Linked DNA regions of Ovis aries: region 2 is linked to region 1. A link is a contact called in public Hi-C data. All regions are on one chromosome and are shown on one strand. The core of a region is the stretch at or near the end of the contact, and the rest is flanking DNA. Distances in the headings are between cores, read along the strand shown. Region 1 overlaps HSD3B1 (hydroxy-delta-5-steroid dehydrogenase, 3 beta- and steroid delta-isomerase 1). Region 2 has its middle 16 kb from the start of ZNF697.

What was found. Hi-C and Micro-C count contacts between places; a contact is called where the count stands out from the background.
Region 2: a contact with region 1 is called in a Hi-C map of liver, with 4 times the contacts expected there. The contact joins two enhancer-like sites. A contact is called at or near these places in 14 of 16 Hi-C or Micro-C datasets (blood, hypothalamus, liver and 7 more).

The regions. Positions count from the first base shown.
Region 1 is chr1:96,965,674-96,973,197 of ARS-UI_Ramb_v3.0, reverse strand. It overlaps HSD3B1 (hydroxy-delta-5-steroid dehydrogenase, 3 beta- and steroid delta-isomerase 1), which reads right to left. Exons shown (of 3, transcript NM_001135932.1): 3 at 6,437-7,248. The coding sequence ends at 6,437. Among named protein-coding and RNA genes, the nearest start is that of HSD3B1, 12 kb to the right of the region's middle. Within about 2 kb of position 3,752, at least 13 of the 54 cell types and tissues checked have an H3K27ac peak or open chromatin away from gene starts, as enhancers often do. A contact at or near this core is called in liver, where this site is marked.
Region 2 is chr1:97,025,267-97,032,790 of ARS-UI_Ramb_v3.0, reverse strand. No RefSeq gene overlaps it. Among named protein-coding and RNA genes, the nearest start is that of ZNF697, 16 kb to the right of the region's middle. Within about 2 kb of position 3,765, at least 8 of the 54 cell types and tissues checked have an H3K27ac peak or open chromatin away from gene starts, as enhancers often do. A contact at or near this core is called in liver, where this site is marked.

The DNA of each region.
Region 1 (7,524 bases), core at 2,503-5,002:
GAGACAAGCCTGGGACCTGGGACACTTTACTTCACTGTGGCAATGCTTGCACCTGGATACACCTCTCCTCAAGAAATAAAATAGAAAGGAACTATACAGGACTAGGGACTAAAAATAACTGTGGTTCAGTTGGGGCAAATTCTGGATCCAAAAGATACAAAGAAATTAAAAAAAACCTGCCACTTTTGAAGAGCCTGGAGGAAAAGTTGGGGGTGGGGAGCATGCCCCCTGCACGCAATACCACCAAAAGGGTGGGCAAAGCACCTAAGCCACCCCTTAAACCCAACCCCTGGACACACCCTACCCTCACCCCATAGAAGGAACAAGCTTGCCCTCCCAGCAGGGGAATGAGCAAGCAAGGGAACATGTTGTTTGTTCTTGTTCCCCTTTGCCGCAGGAGGGACCCCAATAAAGCCTTGCTTGAATTTCTCATCTGGCCGCTAGTCAATTTCTATTGATTGGGAAAGGCCAAGAACCCTGTTTGGTAGCAACAGGATATTGAATATAGTTCTCTGTGCTCTACAATAGGACCGTGTTGCTTATCCTTTCTATATATAAAGGCTTACATCTGCTAACCAGTTATCCTCCCCCTCCTCCTTCCATCTTGGCAACCACCAGTCTGTTGAGCAGCTTTCTATGTTGTCTTAAGACACTCAGGATTATCCTGAGAGTCCTGAGGCTCCTCCACTGGATGGTTTCACGGAAGAGAGTGACATGGTCAGTTTTTATGTTGGACGGATAACTCTGGCAAAACTACCGAGGATGAATTTCATACATAATGACTGAGGCAGGGAGGCCTGAACCAGGCTGGGTTACTAGGGAGGCAGACAACACCTCCGGGAGGTGTCTGGGAGGTGAAACCCATAAGACTGAATGATAGGCTGGAGGGAGAGTAAGGCAAGGACATCGAGGTCTCTGGCTTCAGGAAGTGGGTACATGGGGTGCTCTCACTCAGGCCTTGCCCAAAGTAGTGTCTGTTCTGCCTCAGGCTGGCCTCAGCTGCCCTGTGTGTTCCCTTTGTTAACACTACATAAATCAAGCCTTTATTTCTTGCCTACATTCTTGAAGTAGCCTTTTAATCTTTTCCAATCCACCCTACACATCACTGCCAAAGTAATCTTCCAGGGACAGCTGAACAAGAATCTTCAGTGGTTTCCCATTGCATATTGAATAATCTCTACATTCTATAGTCTGATTACTGATATTTGTTGTTGAGGGGCGTGAGGAGAGGGGGTAAGAATGGAGACAAGCTCCTTGTTCTTAAAAGAGCCTAATTTTCCAGAGATCGTGAGGCACGTGACATGTAGTTAAATGTCAAATGGTCTCTGGAAGGGGAAAGAAGGCAGTCTCCTACAGGTGACCCAAGGTAACCCATCAAGTTTTTCCAGGTGTGTTCTCCATTCTCTCCTGCATCTGGTCTTTCCATATTGGTCTCTTCGCTGCCTGAAAATGACTCCGCTCTCTCACCTCTGTATCTTTCCTGTCTCTATCACCTCTGCCTGGCATACATTACCCCACATTTCTGCCTGTTGAAGTCCTACCCATCTGTCAACATTAAGCCCCAGTACAAGGGCTCTGTGGAGTACCCTACCCAGAGAGGACCCTCCAAAAACATTTTACCTTTCTAAGGGCACTTGGTACATTTTACTGTGCACAGAACTCACCATGCCTCATATTTTATTGCTTCCACTAGACTGAGAGCAGAGATGCAAAACCAGAAGCCTTAGGTGTCAGTCCAGCCCACAGATGTGTTTTATTATTTTGAACTCTTTTTAAAAATCAAAATTAATGTATTAAAAATTATAACCTATATCAAACATACAGAAAAGTACAGAAGATAATGTTATGTATACTTGAGACCTAGCGCCAAAAAGGAACAGATTGCCTTCAATCCCTCACTGCCCATTTTTAAAGAAATAAGCTATTACACATAAAATTTGAGCACTAACCCACACTGGTCCCATTCCCAGAACTGGTCTTCACACTGTTTTTAAAATTTAGAATTACTTGACAGTATTTAGAAATCAAAAGATTTCACATAAAAAATTAGGAAACTTTGCTTTCCTTGTCAGAGAAGGCAATGGCGACCTACTCCAGTACTCTTGCGTGGAAAATCCCATGGGTGGAGGAGCCTGATAGGCTGCAGTCCATGGGGTCGCTAAGAGTCAGACACGACTGAGCAACTTCACTTTCACTCTTCACTTTCATGCATTGGAGAAGGACATGGCAACCCACTCCAGTGTTCTTGCCTGGAGAATCCCAGGGACAGAGGAACCTGGTGGGCTGCCGTCTATGGGGTCACACAGAGTCGGACACGACTGAAGAGACTTACCAGCAGCAGCAAGGAGACTTACCTTCTCCTTGAAGAGTCAGAAGGTCTGGTGACTTGGGGTATATTCCCACTTGAGTCATGGGAAGGGGGCTCTGTGACTGCTGCCCCCCAAGATGAAGTATGTGCTCCCCTGCACACCACACTCCCCACCATTCCCTGAGGCCTCTTAGCCCTTGCCTGCCTCATTTACACATGGTACCTGGCTCCTGCAGGCATGTGAGTTTGCCATCTTTATGTAAGATCTTTGAAGTCAAAAGCTTTTTATTACTGGAACTGAACCACAACTTGCTGGATGACTTTGAGCAAGTTATTGACCTCTCTGTCTCCATTTCCTTGAGTATCAGGCTAGGATAATAAGCGTACCTACTTTTGGATGTTGACTGAGTATTATTATATATACATGGGACTTCCCAGGTGGCACTGGTGGTAAAGAACCTGCCTGACAATGCAGGAGATGAAAGAGATGCAGGTTCGATCCCTGAGCTGGGAAGATTCACTGGAGGAGGGAATGGCAAGCCACCTCAGTGTTTTTGCTTGGAGAATCCTATGGGCAGAGAAGCCTGGTGTGCTATGGTTCATAGGTCCACACAGAGTCCAACATGACTGAAGTGACTCAGCAGGCACAGGCGGTGCTAGTGGTACAGGACCTGCCTGGCAATGCAGGAGACATAGGAGATGTGGTTTGATCCCCGGCTTGGGAAGATTCCCTGGAGGAGGAAGTGGCAACCCACTCCAGTATTCTTGCCTGGGAAATCCCACAGACAGAGGAGCCTGGCGGGCTGCAGTTCACGGGTCTGCAAAGAGTCAGACAGGACTGAACGACTGAGCACACACACACTCACAAAGTGTGTTAGAACCATCCTTCGTTCATAATTTTGCTGGTTGAGGTTCACCTTCTTTTCTCCAAAACCCTCAGGGCTGGATACATTTTGGAATTCAGATTTCTTTTGGATTTTAACAAGGTAATAAGGGTATGTATCATATATTACAGTACACCCCAGCAAGATCCAGGTTAGCCCCTTGTCATTAAACACACTGAAATTTCTGCAGAAAAAAACCTAGAGTACACATGAAGTGTGATCCAGACTTAAATTGCTCCATCCATTCTGGGGTGGGCCAGGCTGCCTACAAACATTCAGGCCTTCGGGGAGAAGGTAGGTCTCGATCCCAGAGCTCCCAGACTGGGACTCTTTTGGGGATATTTGGGATTTCTTAGCAGAAATTGTGAGGTTGGGTTTTGTCACTGTCCTCATCTGTTTGTTAATAAAGTAACAGAATATTGTAGCTGTCCTGCAGCTGCGGGGTCTGCCTTCCTCCAGCCCCTTTAGGTCCTTTGTCGCTTTTCTGCCCCTCCTTCCCCGGGCCAGCCACCCTCCTGCCAGCTCCACCTCGGCCCTCTGAGGCGTGCCTCCTCCAGCTTGGGGGGCAGTCTAAACTACCTAATCTCCCCGGGCAAACCCTTCTCACCTGTCGGACCTGTGTCCTCTCTGCTCTCCCCGCTCCTCCTCTCTCCCAGCCCCGCCCCCGCCTGCCCCACCACTGCTCAGCTTCCCGCTGCCTGGACCCGCTCACTCACTTCCTGCCTAAGTCCCATCTCCCTCCTCCAAGACCTAGCTGCGGTCCCACCTCGTCCTTGAGGCTTTTCCCAATAGCTTCTGTTCAGCTCCGTTCTCCAGACTCAGTACCCAGAGCACTTAACCGGTGGCTGAGCACGTGCCTGGCTTTCGCTGACTCATTCAGCCGTACCCCACGCGGTCACCCAGGTGTGTGTGGCGGGGGGCGGGGGCGGGGGCGGGGAGGGGAGAGGCGCTGCGGGGCGGTTTCCTTCTTCCCTCCGGGTCTCTGCTGCCCCCGTGCGGTGCTTTCCCTGTAGTGCACCTGGGGCTCCTGTGCACGAGCTCGGACCACCCCGCGCGGGAGTCAGGGAGCATAGTGTCAGTAAGGACGCGGCTTCGTTGGTCAAAGCATTCCCAGGTCTTTATGCTTATTCAGTAGAGACCAACAGTCGGGCAGATCCGCTCTCCTCTTTCTTCTCTCACATCAACCCCCGCTTGCCCTTTGGTGACAACGCCACCTCCCTCCCCTGGGAGAACAGCTCTGAAGGGTTTATGTTTGTGGGATTTCACTAGACTAAAAACGGCTGGAGGGAACTTTTGTCTCAGCCTCCATCACCCTCCTTTCCTTCCTTCCTTATCGGCATAAACATATGAGGGTTTGCACATCACCAGGCTGGACAGAGGCTGCCTCTTGTGTTTTGTGTACTGGAGGAAGCGGGTGTTCCATCTCTCACTTTGTCTCACCCCTGGGACCATTTACTGATCTCCCAGGGCTGATCCTCTGTCCCTTGTCCCCCCCACCCCCATCCCCCTTTGGGGTTTTGAAGGTGATGGAAACCTGTTCCTCCGGGCCAGAGTGCTTTTTCCCTTTTCTCCTTAAGAGTGAATACTTAAACAATCTCCTTTGCATCAAATTCAACTGAATTCATAATCTGTAAATTCCCTGGGTAAGAGAGAGGCCATCTTGGTGTTGGGTACTACTCTTGTTGTGGCCGTGGCTCACAAAGACAGGCGACTCCCTGGTGTAGAAGAGACAGCCGCACCTCCCCTCCAACGACCCCTTCCCCGCCCCGCCCCCCCAACCTCACCCCGGGCTTCGGTTGCACGGTCCTGGTTGATCTGACAGTGTCTCTTTTGAATGCTTGTCCTCCACTCAGTTAATGGACGTGTCATCATTTAAGTCCCCAAACATGTCTCAATTGGTCTCCCTTCCTTGAGGACACTGAGAAGGATGAGAGGGCTAGTGGTTAGGGAGCGATGGAGGGAAGGGAAAGAGGCTGAGGAGGAGAGAGGGAAGGGAAGAGAGGGGGCGGGGTGAGGGAGAGATGGGAGGAGGAAGGAGGAGGAGGAGGAGCAGGAGCTAAATCTGGAGGAGCTAAATCTCTACTTTTGCACCGAGTGGGAGAGACATTTCAGGGACGTTCACATCTGTTCCCTTTACTTGCCTAGGAACCCATCATGTGGCTTCACCGAGATTTGAAAGAACGTTGAATTACTGGCTTCTGAGTTCCCGGAGGGGCCAACGCGCACATCCATCCAAGTGTGTTCTAGGGACCTTCAAGGGCACTGGTACTGGCAGCGGGGCTGGCTGCAGCTCTGCTTCTCCCTCTCCTCTCGGCTGGCGAGGGTAGGAGAACCTCCCAGATTCCGTGAGGGGCTCTCCTCAGTCCTGGGGTGTCTCCTGCCCAGGAGCGGGCAAGAAGGAGGTGACCCAAGAGATCTGGGCTCTCTCAAGAATCAATACCCTATGTCCAGTTCTCCCGCCACACCCTGGCAGCTCATTCACCAGCAGCAGACGCAATTCAGTGGCAGATAAGGGTTTTCAAGTTTATCTGGGTTAAATGTCCCGGTCTCTCACTAGTTAGTGTGATTGTGAACATGTTTCCTTATTCATAAAAGGGAATAGTCAGTCATCCCTACCTCGTAGGTTTCTGGTGAGGGTTAAATAAGTGTTATATGTGAGTCATTCAGTGGGTTCCTGAAACATAGTAAGTCCTAGTCAATCCCATTGTCCACCTCCCCAGCACTCTGCCCAACCCGGTCCCATGCTGCTTCTCTGAATAGAAAAGGCTGATATCTGGAAATGGAGGGGAAAACACAAGAGACTGTATTCACGTAAACCACAGCTTCCTCCAGATTAGTCATGAAAACGATCATTTTTATTGAGCTACATGAAGGAATATGAACTTTTAAAAGAAATGCTTCCACATTTAACAAAGAAAGTGGAACTAAGAGGCAAAACTCAAAGTTACAAGAAGCCCAAATAACTCAGAATCTGCCGCTGAGATTTTGGTACCAGCAGCTGCAGCAAATCACCTTGTCTGTCCCCTGGAGGCAGGCAGGGAAGAAAGCTTCCACTTGGGCCAGTGACCGACATGGTTTCTGGTAGCAGAAGGCAGATAGTAAGATGAGCATCTTCTAAAAGGGAGGCAGGAGGACCCAGGCTTGTGTCTATGTTACTTTCTGTATGAAGCCTCAAGGGAAGTGCTCGATCGACATTTACTAACTATACCCACATGTCCACGTCCCCATCATTGTCACTCCTAGGTCAGTGAATCTTTGTTTTCAGGGTCTCTTTATGCTGTTTCACCAGGGAGCCAATCCATTCCTTGGTTTTCTGCTTGGCTTCCTCCCAAGTGTAGAGGGGCTCATACCCCAGATCTTGCTGAGCTTTCTTATAGGAGAAGGTGAACACACTGTTGCAAAGAGTCACTAGGTGGCGGTTGAAGCAGGGGTGGTATTTGTAAATTGGACTGAGCAGGAAGCTCACTATTTCCAGCAAGAAGGCAAGCCAGTACTGCAGAGAAATAGGAAGGCTCATCCGGGAATCCAGGCAGAAGCCCCATTCTTTGCTCAAAGTGTAATTGAGGTCATCATAGCTTTGGTGTGGTGTGTCGTCTGAGATGTAGTAGAACTGTCCTTGTATGTTCGGGACCTTTTTGGGGTCCCGCAGGGCCCTCAAGGCCAGAATGTGGGCCCAGGCCACATTGCCAACATAGACTGGGTTGACTCTGGAGAACTTGCAGTAATTGGTCAGGATGCCGTTGTTCTTCAAGGCTCCATGCATGTAGGCAGAAAGGAATGGGCTCCCCTCCCCGTAGATGTACATGGGCCTCAAGGCACAAGTGTACAAGGTGCCGCCATTCTTCAGAGCCCACCCATTAGCTTCCAGCACAGCCTTCTCGGCAAGCTTCTTGCTGTATGGGTATGGACAGAACCATGCCGATTCATGATGCTCTTCTTCATGGCCGTCTTGGATGATCTCCCTGTAGGAGTTGGGCCCAGCCACCTCTATGGTGCTGGTGTGGATAAAGACTGGCACACTAGCCTGGACACAGGCCTCCAGCAGCAGCTGGGTACCTGCCCGAAGGAAGCACACCATCAGTGTCAGGACACAGCCCAGGGCCAGCCCGGCCATGGGCCGTGTCTGCGCCTCGTCCTGAAGTGCAGTGGCCATTACCTCTGAGCAGCGCATTGTCTCTTGCTAAGATTCAACCATGCTAAAGCCATAGGACAAGAGTGAAAATGAAGCAATGAAAGGGGAACGAGACTTGGGTTCTGGACTGCACGCATTTGGGTTCCATGGACTTTGGGGATTTACACAGAACATGTTTGCACTTTTAATGTTGGAAAAGA
Region 2 (7,524 bases), core at 2,516-5,015, 60 kb before region 1:
GGAGTCTCAGCTTCAGCATCAATCCTTCCAATGAATATTCAGGATTGATTTCCTTTAGGATGGACTGATTGGATCTCCTTGTAGTCCAGGGGACTCTCAAGAGTCTTCTCCAACACCACAGTTCAAAATCATCAATTCTTCGGCGCTCAGCTTTCTGGATAGTCCAACTCTCACATCCATACATGACTACTGGAAAAACCATAGCTTTGACTAGATGGACCTTTGTCGGCAAAGTAACGTCTCTGCTTTTTAATATGCTCTCTAGGTTGGTCATAACTTTTCTCCCAAGGAGTAAGCGTCTTTTAATTTCATGGCGGCACTCACAATCTGCAGTGATTTTGGAGCCCCAAAAAAAAAAGTCTGACACTGTTTCCACTGTTTCCCCATCTATTCCCCATGAAGTGATGGGACCAGATGCCATGATCTTAGTTTTCTGAATGTTGAGTTTTAAGCCAACTTTTTCACTCTCCTCTTTCATTTTCATCAAGAGGCTCTTCAGTTCTTCTATGCTTTCTTCCATAAGGGTGGTGTCATCTGCATATCTGAGGTTATTGATGTTCCTCCCAGCAATCTTGATTCCAGCTTATGCTTCTTCCAGCCTGGCATTTTGCATGATGTACTCTGCATATAAGTTAAATAAGCAGGGTGACAATATACAGCCTTGACGTACTCCTTTTCCTATTTGGAACCAGTCTGTTGTTCCATGTCCAGTTCTAACTGTTGCTTCCTGACCTGCATACAGATTTCTCAAGAGGCAGGTCAGGTGGTCTGGTATTCCCATCTCTTGAAGAATTTTCCAGAGTTTATTGTGATCCACACAGTCAAACGCTTTGGCATAGTCAATAAAGCAGAAGTAAATGTTTTTATGGAACTCTCTTGCTTTTTCTGGAGAAGGCAATGGCACCCCACTCCAGTACTCTTGCCTGGAAACTCCCATGGATGGAGGAGCCTGGAAGGCTGCAGTCCGTGGAGTAGCTAAGAGTCGAGCACAAGTAAGCCACTTCACTTTCACTTTTCACTTTCATGCATTGGAGGAGGAAATGGCAACTCACTCCAATGTTCTTGCCTGGAGAATCCCAGGGATGGGGGAGCCTGGTGGGCTGCCGTCTGTGGGGTCACACAGAGTCAGACATGACTGAAGCAACTTAGAAGCAGCAGCTTGCTTTTTCGATGATCCAACAGATGTTGGCAATTTGATCTCTGGTTCCTCTGCCTGTTCTAAATCCAGCTTGAACATCTGGAAGTTCACGACTCACGTACTGTTGAAGCCTGGCTTGGAGAATTTTGAGCATTACTTTACTAGCAATTGTGAATGCAATTGTGAGTGCAATTGTGAGTGCAATTGTGCGCCTTTCTTTGGGATTAGAATGAAAACTGACCTTTTCCAGTCCTGTAGCCACTGCTGAGTTTTCCAAATTTGCTGACATGTTGAGTGCAGCACTTTCACAGCATCATCTTTCAGGATTTGAAACAGCTCAACTGGAATTCCATCACGTCCATCAGCTTTGTTCATAGTCATGCTTCCTAAGGCCCACATGACTTCACATTCCAGGATGTCTGGCTCTAGGTGAGTGATCATACCATTGTGATTATCTGGGTTGTGATGATCTTTTTTGTATAGTTCTTCTGTGTATTCTTGCCACCTCTTCTTAATATCTTCTGCTTCTGTTAGGTCCATACCATTTCTGCCCTTTATTGTGCCCATCTTTGCATGAAATGTTCCCTTAGTATCTCTAATTTTCTTGAAGAGATCTCTAGACTTTCCCATTCTATTGTTTTTTTCTATTTTTTGCACTGATCACCGAGGAAGGCTTTCTTATCGCTCCTTGCTATTCTTTGGAACTCTGCATTCAAATCAGTATATCTTTTCTTTTCTTGTTTGCCTTTTGCTTCTCTTCTATTCACAGCTATTTGTAAGGCCTCCTCAGACAACCATTTTGCCTTTTTGCATTTCCTTTCCTTGGGGATGGTCTTGATCCCTGCCTCCTGTACAATGTCACAAACCTCCATCCATAGTTCTTCAGGCACTCTGTCTATCAGATCTAATCCCTTGAACCTATTTGTCATTTTAGCCCTCTGCAGTTTGCGGGATCGCCAAGAAAGGAGATGATGAATGCCCTACCCACAGCAGCTACATTTTAATAGAGCCATAGGAAGCAGAAATGCAGACCTGTCATCTCCTCCCCACTCTCCAAACACCATTTATAGCAGGCATGTGGTTCCAAACTGGAGACAGTTGGGGAAGAGTCGCCTGTGCTAGTCTGCTAATATAATGCCTCCGGGTCTCTCGCGTAGGGAACTCTCTTGTTAACAACAGGTTCCCTTCATCCACCACCTCCAAGAGAATCCACTTACTCATTTTTACTCTTGTTAACCTGGGGCTCCAGCTTAGTCCCGCCCACCTATTCTTTCTTCTTTACACTTTCTCAGCTGTTTATCAGTTCAAGGACAAACTTGAGTTTTCAGATTTAAACACGGACTCTCCTGCAGGATGAGGATTTGGGGTTGATGTAAGCAGTGAACAGATAGAGAAGTTCCTGGTATTAACCATGGGCACTGAATCTGGTCTGAGTCACTGAACTTGGGCTTTAAGGCTCTTTCCTTTTCTACTTGGTCAGCCAACTTTTCAATAAGGTCCTTGAAAACACCTGGTGTTTTCTGGTGAGCCTGGGGTTTTATTTCTGTTTCTAGTTAAAACTGCATTCTTTGGAACCATCTAAATTCTTAAAATAGTTATTCTCCTGAATTCTTTGCTTTTAAAGTCCTGCTGCTGCTGCTGCTAAGTCGCTTCAGTCATGTCCGACTCTATGCGACCCCATAGACGGCAGCCCACCAGGCTCCCCCATCCCTGGGATTCTCCAGGCAAGAACACTGGAGTGGGTTGCCATTTCCTTCTCCAATGCATGAAAGTGAAAAGTGAAAGTGAAGTCGCTCAGTTGTGTCCAACTCTTAGCGACCCCATGGACTGCAGCCCACCAGGCTTCTCCATCTGTGGGATTTTCCAGGCAAGAGTACTGGAGTGGGGTGCCATTGCCTTCTCCGTTTAAAGTCCTACACATAATATTTATCTCCTGAGACCCCAGGCTAGGATAAATGCTTATTCTGGTTTTCACATGTGTAAACCCAAATATCACAGAGATGTAGCTAAGGGTATAATCCCAATTTACCACCTGGTCAGCATTCCACTCCCCCTCAAAAAAAAAAAAAAAAGGCAGTCTTTAAAAAAATTTCAGTTATTTATTTAGCTGTGCCAGGTGGCACATGGAATCTTGCTTGCATCATCTGGGATCTTTTGTTGTGGTACATGGCATGGCCTCTCTGGTTGTGGCACACGGCTCAGTAGTTACAATGTGCAGGCTTACTTTACTCCACATGTGGGATCTTAGTTCCCTGACCAGGGATCAAACCCACGCCCCGTGCATTGCAAGGCGGAATCTCAACCAATGGACCACCAAAAAAGTACCCCTCCCGCCCCCGCCAAACAATCTTGACATAAGATGTGATAATAACTCTCCATAACTCTTCCTTTTATTTTTTAATGTGTACACAGGTTGACTAGTTCCTTTTTCAATTGACGTTTTGAAGCCGTTAAACTGGTTTCTTTATATCAATGGCCAAAACAAATGATCATGAATAAAATCTCACAGGAAAAAAAAAAGTGCATTATTTTCTCTTCAAAGTTAAATCACTTAAACTTTGGACAGACTGTGTTGTAGGCAGAAGAACATGCTGGTACCATCCAAACACATAAGACACAACCATCCTGGACAGAATTTCCATTTGCGTGGACCTGACTGGAGTCAAATATTTCATGGACTGGTGTCAGTAATCTCTATAAATAACTATTGGTGTTAATGATTAAAAGAACTACTACCAAGCCCTTTGGCACTGGGTAAAGTGTTTCTGGAAGCAGCCAGAAGAAACAAGCTTATACAGTGCAGGAGAGGGGAACAAAGTTAGCAAAAGAAGAGAATGTAGGTGAAGTCCTGGACCAGAAAGGATTTCTCTCTCAGAGTAGTCAGGAATTAAGCCAGGAACTTGGTGCAGCTGGAGTGCTGACTATAGGTCCAAAAAGAGTTGACTTGGGGGATCAGGTCCAGGAAGAGACTTAGTGAGTTTGTGGAGGGGGACTGCCCTTGGCCCCCAGGCACACAAAGCCAGCCAACGTGTAGCTCTGCAACGGGAAAACATGGAAGTGTGAAGTGTTAGTCGATCAGTCATATCTGACTCTTTGCGACCCTGTGGACTGTAGCCCACCAGGCTCCTCAGTCCATGAAATTCTCCACGCAAGAATACTGGAGTGGGTTTCCATGCCCTCCTCCAGGGGATCTTTCCCACCCAGGGATCGAACCTGCAACTCTTGCATCTCCTGAATTGGCAGACGGGTTCTTTACTGCTGATCCACCTGGGATAATTTGCCCCAGTTATACGTGCATGCACTTATCTTTAGCTCCTTAGTTTCCTTGTATTTTGTTTCCCAAGGAGACACTTGTCCAGGTGTGAGCTCTGCAGCAAAGTGTTCCAGATCCAAGCCTGTCTCACTCCGCCATGTCAAAGAGAAAGAGGTAGGTAGGTTCTATACCCCCTAGAGAAAGAGGTTCTACACCCCTCTGGAGATTGTGAACCAGCCCAGTGCACATTGCCGCAAGGGCACTCAGTGGAAAAGGCAGGGAGAGGACAGACGTGGAGCAAAATTCCTCCTGCAAGAAGCTTTGAGTTTAGCTACGAAGACAGACCAATGATTTGTGCAAAACATCTCATGAACCAATGAAAATAGTATAAAATAAAACACAAGTCTTTTGTGGTACAGTCTATCAGAACAGGCATTCACAAGGCTGGAAATACGATAGTGAAAGGAGCAAAGAATTTAGAGTAAAAAAAAAGAAACATCTGCAGAATAAAAGAATGGAGCCTCAGCCATTGAATTGAGGCCTCAAGGGGCAGATCCAGAGCCTGGATAATGTGGTGTCCCTTTAAATCAATATTGTTTAATAGAGGGGTGACAAAAGATGATGCCCATTTCCATCAGTGAAAATGAACTCTCTCTTTAGGCTCAAATGAAGGATTTATTATTTGCATGAAATATAACAGAATATTTTACTTACTTGGAATTGTCTTTTGTTTCACAGTTTTTCCAGCATTTAGAACTGGAAAGCATTAGTCACTCACACTTAGCCATGAGCAGAGAAAACTTACTCGGATCTAGTTACACAGACTTGTTCAAGATATGGTTCTAAGAAAATATTTTTCTTAAATCACTGGAAGGGTCGCATAGTATGTGAAAAGCAACTGTTATTTTTAATCTAAGTATTTAATTAACTCCATTAGCATTCCAGACATTAGCAAGAATGTACTCATGCATCACTTATATAATCTATAATGTGAATATATGTATATATGTAAGTGCTTTAAAGTTTTCTTTCCAGTACTTATTTATTGGCTTCACACCAATAAAACATTTACTACATTTCTGCAGCTTTTGTTCTCTCTTCATTTTTCCTTTCCAACCAGATGAGTTTTATGTGAAGTATATTAAAGGAATTAAAACATATATATATATATATACATATATATATATATATATTTAAATCTGTTTCCCTGCACAATGTCACATACTTTTGGTTTCAGAATTCAGCTGCCAATTTCAGGTCCTCTTGGAACTAGGGCAGGACTCTGATTACACCAAGAAACAGGCCTGTGTAGATCACAGAAACTCTCAGCTAAGATAAATCTGCAGCCCTGGGAATGTTTTTACATTTCTATCCAAGGAAGCTTCCTTCTTGAGTGGGAATAGAACCAGTTTACATTTCATCACTAGTTTTGAGAGTGTTGGTAGAAACGTGAGTGAAAGGGAACAGAATCTCGGGTTTATTCCCGGGATATTTGAGCGCCTCTGTGGATTGAGGCCTGGGACAGCTGACCCTGCCTTTCTGGCTCTTCATTTGTGATTGTGCTCATGCCGCTGAAACTCTAAAACTCATTTTCCGTATCTCTATGAGGATATTCATATCTACAGAATCTACCTCGTTGGGTCCCCTGAAGCTCAACTGAGATAAAAAATGTGAAAACATTTTTGTAAACTGGACAAAGTTGGCCATAGGTAAGCTGTTACCTTGTGAGAGGGGGAAAATGTTAGATTGGCAAAGAAGGGCTCCAGTGAGAATCCTGACTTATATCACCCGTCAGCTTCTTGGCAACACTTCTCTTGAACACATGGCTCAGAATATATAAGGTAGTGAGGTATCGCTGAAAAGAGTAATGGCTTGGAAGTACGACTCTAGGTCAAGTTTCATTACCTCACTACACTGAGATATGTGAATTTGGGTAAATCGCTTAATCTTCCTTGTTTCTTTATCTGTAGATGTTTGGGCAAAAAAGCCTTATACATTCTATAAATATGAAAACCATGCTTTCAGACTTTCTAAGATATTTGTTGTGTCACTGAGTCATGTCCAACTCTTTTGTGACTCCATGGACTGCAGCCCACCAGGTTTCTCTGTTAGGATTTGCTGAAATATGCGTAGTGAAAGCTCAGGGACCTCTCATCCTCACGGCAGTGTCCTCTGGTGTCATACACCAGGCCTGACACATAGTAGGTGCTCAATAATAAATGTTGGGTATAAGAATGACCACCCAATCACAGCAGTGACTGCTGTTATACTTATTTTAGTGTAATTTTAGTCACTTCAACAAAGGTGAATGTTTAGATATAAAATTCCATATAATTAATAAGGTAATTAATAAGAAATACTTTTCTAAAACATTACCTAAATGAATCCATGAATCCAAAAAATGACTCTGATTTTGGTTTGAATAAACAGTGGTCATTCTGCCTTAACCAGGATATAATATTCAATTTCAAGATTTTCTGGAACTTGTCTACGGGATTTCTTCTAGCCCTAATGTGTGAGGTAATGCCAATCTTATTTCTATTTTTCCCTACCCTCATGCCCACCCCCTCATCCTCATTTTTACTTTCCAGGATGCTCCGCAGTAAATGCCAAGTAGTTTCTAAGCTCAGCATCTCTGAATATAAGATTTCTTCAACTCTCCCTTCCTCTGTCACCTTATCTAAATCCTCCTCCTCCTTTCAGGCTCAGCTTGAAACTTTACCAGAAATGTCTTCTGACCCGTAAGATTGGGTTGGTAGCACCTTGGATGCTACTCTGATGCAGCTTATCTGCATCAGGCTATTTACCACATTAGGCCATTAAGGTAAAGGGGATCAGAACACAGACACTGGAGCTTTACTGCTGGGATTCCTAGCCCACTAGCAGGCTGAGCTGGGCAGGGATTGCCCCTTAAACAGCCTCTGTCATAGCGCTGTTGAGCATATTAAATGACTGAAGGAATCATATATGGAAGCACATAGAACAAGATTTGGTGCATAGTATCATATAACGTTTGCGGATTCTGGTGTTAAATGTTATTATCTGCTGGGTCAACTTGAGCCTACAAGACTCCTCAAGAGTAGGAAGCATGTTTTATTCACCGCTGTACTCTAGCACTGCAAATACTTCATAA